2 separate regions of the Mus musculus genome follow, and region 1 is linked to region 2. A link is a contact called in public promoter capture Hi-C data. All regions are on one chromosome and are shown on one strand. Each heading gives the region's core, a stretch centred on a gene start, on an enhancer-like site or on the middle of the called end of the contact. The rest is flanking DNA. Distances are from core to core; before and after follow the strand shown. Region 1 overlaps Vps35 (VPS35 retromer complex component). Region 2 holds the start of Best2 (bestrophin 2).

Region 1 (2,959 bases), core at 92-2,591, 260 kb after region 2:
AGATTTTATGTCTCATTAAGTTTATTATGATAAACAACTAAACATTCTAAATGCACTACACTGTTGAAAAAGACACAGAACACAGAACAATTACGTAATATCCAACTAAAGGAAAGCAAGCTTTTCTGCAATTCTCAGGTTTTCAAGAGAAGCTGGAATACCTGACTTGTTCTTCATGAGTGCCAACAATTTAACTATTCATTTATACAAAAATAAAATCCCAGCTGTGCACGGTGGTACACAACTGAATTTGTAGCACTCAGGAAGCTAGGGCAGCAGGATCATAATTTTAAGGCCAACATGGCTACAGTGAGAACTTGCCTCAAAAAAACTAAATAGGTAAATAAATTTTTTTAAGGTCATGAACTTTAATTCAGTAACAAGTTTTTTAACACCTTAAACCAATGCAAAAGCTGCATTAAACCATTTTAAACACTTTTCTGCTCATTAAGCGTGAGGAAAGGTTACAGTAAGAGATAACTCATACCAAATACTGCTGGTCAGGATCATCAGAACGTAGCAGATGAATAAATCGGCCAACAAGGCTCTGTTCATCAGCGAAGTCTTCTGGATCAGGGTCTTCTACAGGTTGGTCTGGCTGATCCTGAATCAATGTGGACACCAAATTCATTATGGAATCTACCTGCAACACAGAAAGTAGAAAATATTAGCCTGACACTATCAACAAAAAAGGCAACAGTTTCTAAGTGGATACATAATGAAACAATATCAGCAAAATAATTCAGTGTTTTTGTAAAAAAGTTAGAATAAACAGTTTCACCCAGCTGTGAACTTTTTAAGCTACAGTAACAACCAGTTTGACAAAATTCGCCCATTGGTACAATAGTGGAATGAATATTTTAGGAATAACCAGGGCTTTCTACTTGGACTTAAGGTTTGTTCCACAGGGTAGAATTCATGCCTGGTACTGGTACTGCAAACCTGGCAAAGAACCCAAGGATTACGAAGAAAAAGGGCTAAGGCAGAGTCTACTACTATTATTTTGCTAAGTGGACATAGTAACAAACTATCTTCTAAATATCCTTCCAGCCACAGATTATTATAGCTTTCTCCCTTATCAATGATGCTTCTTTTTGCAGTGGATAACAGTTAATAGAACTCAAAGGGTAGAAAGTAAATGACTATGGAGTGTTAAGCCCTAAATAGCATGTCTTTAGCATACCCTCCCCAACATGGCTCAGGGAACACTGAAGAGGGGACAGAAATATTATAGCCAGAGGTCAAGGACTACTGCAAAATAGCACCTTTCCACAGTAGCTTTGATTGCCTGCCCAAGATCAAGCTAGTCAACACTCATCCTGGATAGAAAGGAAGTTCCCAAGGAGCCAACCCTAGCTGAAGAGCTATTGGCAAATACTGGCTACTGAAGGCGGGAGAGTCACTTCTATGGGGTACAGTCACTGGTAGGTTGCTTATATTCCCAGCAGGTGACCCTCTTCTACTCATTCACATACAGGAAGTAATAATTGAGCTGAATTTAAAAAAAAAAAAAAAAAAAGGAGGACATAAAATTGGGAGAAGTAGGGAGGTTGTTCCAAAGGCATTGAAAAGTTGATAGGTCAATGTATTCATTTATGGACAAAAATCTGAAAAGAGGTATGCCAAATGTTAATCAACTGTGGTGAAATCAGAGGTATTTAATAATTCTTTGTACATCTCCAATTTTTTAACTTCTATATAACAAATAAGCTATTCATATTTTTATTATTATGTTACCTCCTTCATTTATAACCAGTGTCTACAGCTCAATATCTAAAATCTTAGTCAACCATATTTTTCTAATTCCCTAGAAGAGCATATCTGTGTTCTCTTACCTGGTCCTGAGAGACGATTTCTGTGTTATAATCCAGAACATTACTAAGCACATAACAGCTCATGCTCTTTCTGGACTCGTAGTCAAAGTACTCAAAAAGTGGGTGGAAATGCTTTAACTTTAATACTGTTAAGATATTGTTGTAAGTATCAACAGGTATCTTCAAAAGTCTGGTAAGCTCCTTTGAAACTGCACTACTGGTAGCAATACTACAAAGAGAAAAACAGCAACCCTTTCATGAATAAAATTAATCTTTATAACAGAGCACTTGATTCACATTTTAAAAAAAAAAATCTTTATTTACCATCTATGGCAGGCAGAGGAGTTGGCCCCAGAGTCATGAGAATCAGAGAACTGGCCATGTCCCTTATTAGCTGTAACACTCAGGAGAGCAGGCTCTGCACCTCACCTGGGCAGCAGGGTAGAGCTGACCCTGTTTCCAGGGGTTGCTGGTGAGCCAGCCCCAAGGTGGAGAGAGCAGGAGAGCCCTCAGGAAGACCAGCTCAGATACCTCTCAGGCCCAGATCCAGGGCTCTGAATTGGCCCACTCCAACATCTATCGCATTGATGGAACTACTGGAGGGCACGAAGGGGCCCAATCCCATAGATCCAAAATTACAAGATCTCCATGACACAGGGCAACAACAGGATATCTGAGAGGAGTCCCACTGAGGCAGCAGAAGTCAGAGGCATTGTATCAGACCAATGAGTCTTTGCAATGAACATTTGTAAAGAAATGGGAACAAAAGGATGCATGAGCTCTGTATACACTGTTATACACTATAGCTTCCATGAGGATTTTTTCCTCCATTGGGGAGAGGATGCAAGGGTAGAAGAGACGGAAGGAGGAGATGAGAAGGATTGGGGTACATGGTGTGAAATTCACAAAGAACCAATAAGATGTTTTTAAAAATTCATTTACACATTTAAAGAAATAGGTCAAGCAAACTGAGAAAATCATATAATTAATCTCTTCTATTTCAAAATGATCTCCTCTCCAGACAAATATAGCCAGGCCTGGCTCACTCTTGGAGGGATAAAGGGTAACACAGACATCGTTTAGTTTTCTCTCTTATGTTAAAGGTCTGTACTGTTTTTCAGTTCACAAGAAATAACTATAGGGGA
Region 2 (3,244 bases), core at 615-3,114:
ACCACCACCACCACCACCACCACCACCACCACCAAACCCCACACATAGAAAGAGTGTGGGCCTGTGTGAGCGGGGAAGGGGAAGCTGGGCAGGCAGTTCATCCCATCCACGTGATGCAAGGGATGTGAGCTTTCTGTAGGGCTAGGGGCCAGGCTGGATTTGAATGGAATAATATCTATTTCCTGGGGGGAGGGTGCTCAGAATGGGTGTGTGTGTGGAGGATAGTAACCTGACGCAGATACAACTTGTGATGTCTGTGGGTGAGGTGATGCTCCCAAGGGGCACCTTAGAGGACATCATAAAAAATGTCTCAGGATGTAGGGTCATATGGTCATCTTTCAGGTGTGGATTTGGAAGTGGGAAGCTCTGGAGGTTAGATTCCCCACCCCCCACCACGAGACAGGGTTTCTCTGTGTAACCCTGGCTGTCCTGGAACTCACTCTGTAGACCAGGCTGGCCTCGAACTCAGAAATCCTCCTGCCTCTGCCTCCCAAGTGCTGGGATTAAAGGCGTGCGCCACCACACCCAGCTTTGGAGGTTAGATTTGAGTCTTAGAGGGGTAGGAATGGGGGTCTCCAAGAAGCATGGATGGAAAACAGATTTCTCCCTTACGTAGGAATAAGATTCTCAGGGGGCCCAACCTCACCAAGTACGAAAGAGACGGGGATGAGGCTGGCGTACTGGTCGCAGTATATGACAAGCTTCTCGAAGTAGCGCTTCTGCTCTTCTGCCAGTAAGAAGCTGTGGGGTAGGGAATGCAGTAGCTACAGGTCTCCCCTCCACTCCCAGTCCCTTCCGCAGGGCTCAGATCCCCAGCCCCAACTCCAGGTCTTCTCACCGATAGGCGGCGCTTAGTGCCATGTAGAGTCCCAGGAAACATAACAGCTCTCGCCACAGGAGCTTGTAGATGCTTCCGCGCCACAGCAGCAGCAGCTGCGAGAAGCCACCGAAGCGGGCATTCGCCACTCTGGCTGTGTAGGTGACGGTCATCGCTGCGCCTGGCCAGTGTGGCCAATGGAGAAGGTTTTAGCCTGGGTCCGGGCCTGTGAGCCAAGGGAAGATGCTGGGAGGGGCTGATCCTGGGGCTTTCAGTTGAAGGTGGAGGTGCGGGCGACAGCGCAGCAGGTGATGATATCCAATGTCTCAGCACCCTAGCACCTCGTTGCCCTAGGGCGGTCCTCACTCCCGTCCTGGTACCACCCTACCCCAACCCCCAAACGCCCCCCCCCTTTTCCCGGGTCCTGGCCCTTTCTCGAGTTCCCATCTCCCAGTCTTGCTCTGCCTTCCTTCTCTAGACTGATGGTCCAAGCCCCTTGGACTTTATCTTAGGTCCCTCACTCCTAAACCTTTGGATGAATCTAGTCACTTTTTGACCTTCCTCCCACACACCCTCCTATCCCTTTCACCTGTACAACACTCAATCTTTTTGACTTCCTGAGTCTTCAGTTTCTAATCCTCAGGGTTCAATATCCCCCCTCTTGTTGCCCACTCTCCCAAGTTTGGCTTTCTCTCTGTCCTCTCTTGAGACTACAGTCTGCCCCGGCAGAACTACTATCCCCCTCATATTCAGAACTGCTCTGAATGGCGTCTCTAAAGCTCCGGCTCCCCAGTCTGTCCAGCAGCCTCCCTTCCTCTGACAAGGAACCAGCTTACCCCAATGCCCATTTAATCCCCCAGCTCCGACACCTCCAGGCCTTCTTCAGATTCTCCTTTACCTTTCTTCCTTTTGTGCTGCCCCTCCTAGCCTTCCACTCTGCCCCTCTCTCTCCAGGAGTCCTGCCCAAAGCCTGCCAGTCCAGGGCCATTTATTCTCCCAGACCTGGCCCTTCTCACCTGTGGCCGTACAGGGACACAAGGGACAGAGACTAAAAGGGAGGGTGTCTTCAGTATTGGGTGGGGCTGAAGCCAGACTGTTTGGGAAGGAGCTGGGGAGTGGGCGTGGGCAGCCCCTCCCAAGTCCATCCCCTTTAGTTGAGTTACAGCCTCAGAACTTTGTTTGGAGAAGGTCTGCCAGTTTGTCTCCTGGGCAGGGGGGTGGGGTTGGGTGGGGTAGTGGTAGTGTGTGTGTGTGTGTGTGTGTGTGTGTGTGTGTGTGTGTGTGTGTGTGTGTGGTCTGCCTTGTACTTTTTTGCTCCTCTTTGTATCCCTCCCTCCTAGGGAGAAGGTCCAAGGTATCTGGAACCTAGAGCTGAAAAAGCGGGAAGGAGAAGGTCTCTCTCTCTCTCTCACACACACACACACACACACACACCCCACATCCACAGCCCAGCAAGACTGGGTCACCCTTCAGTTTCCTGTGGTCTCAAGCTGTCACAAAGATGCACATCACATTGTAGACCCAGACACACATTTTGCTTCCCTTACCACAGTGGCAATCTACACTGTCACAGAGACTTTCAAGGTCAGCCAGGAATGCTGGCAGCTAAAGGCAGGAGGACTGTCATGAGTTCCATGCTACCCTGGGTTACAGAATGAGACGGAGTCCCACAAACCCAACAGATGGAGAGGTGGCTCAGTGGTTGAGTGTATATTGCTTCTGTAGAATTTGTCCCCCACACCCAGTCTGGTAGCTCACAACCACCTTTACCTCCAGCTGCAGGGGACCCAAGGGCACCTGTACCCAAGTGCACATATCCCAACCCAGGCAGAGACACATATAGACAGAAATGAAAAAGTACATGTGGTGACTAAGAACTCAAACTGCCTGTACTTTCAGAATTTGGTACCTATACCCCTACTGTTGCTTACAAGTGTCTAAAACCCCAGTTCTAGACTTTTTTTTTTTTTTTTTTTTGAGACAGGGTTTCTCTGTGTAGTAGTCCTGGCTATCCAGGAACTCACTCTGTAGACCAGGCTGGTCATGAACTCAGAGATCTACCTGTCTTTGCCTCTCAAGTGCATCAACACCACCCAGCTTGAAATAAATATTTTTTAAAAAACCCAATAGAGAAAAGAAGTCAAAGACACCTCCAAACTCACACGAGAAATAAATGTGGGAGCACCTCTCTCAAAATAGTGGGATAGTCCTAGGGTCAGAGGAGGAACTTGGGGGTTCCTGACATTTGCTAACGTAGTGAAGGCATATTTGCAAGGACTATAGGTGTAGCTTAACAGCAAAAGACTTGTCAAGCATTTGTAAAGCCCTAGACAACATCCCTAGCATCAACAGGGATCCTTACTACAGTTTCATCAACTAAAACCCCAGTGACACCCACCCATTTGTACATTAATATATGGAGGCAGG

What was found. Promoter capture Hi-C pulls out the DNA fragments that hold promoters and counts their contacts.
Region 1: a contact with region 2 is called in a promoter capture Hi-C map of liver, with 2.6 times the contacts expected there. The contact joins the enhancer-like site here to the promoter of Best2 in region 2. A contact is called at or near these places in 8 of 39 promoter capture datasets (the 3T3-L1 cell line, 3T3-L1-derived adipocytes, the C10 cell line and 6 more), 1 of 15 datasets of contacts at CTCF or cohesin (the NIH/3T3 cell line), 3 of 115 datasets of contacts at active chromatin or transcription factors (bone marrow-derived macrophages, embryonic stem cells and stem cell-derived neural progenitor cells) and 2 of 9 other capture datasets (macrophages and pancreatic islet).

Annotation. Positions count from the first base shown.
Region 1 is chr8:85,272,985-85,275,943 of GRCm38.p6, forward strand. It overlaps Vps35 (VPS35 retromer complex component), which reads right to left. Exons shown (of 17, transcript NM_022997.5): 11 at 1,836-2,043; 12 at 488-643. Among named protein-coding and RNA genes, the nearest start is that of Vps35, 25 kb to the right of the region's middle. Within about 2 kb of position 1,342, at least 2 of the 459 cell types and tissues checked have an H3K27ac peak or open chromatin away from gene starts, as enhancers often do.
Region 2 is chr8:85,012,544-85,015,787 of GRCm38.p6, forward strand. Best2 (bestrophin 2) reads right to left here and starts at 1,865. Exons shown (of 10, transcript NM_001130194.1): 1 at 1,834-1,865; 2 at 839-1,043; 3 at 647-741. The coding sequence starts at 990.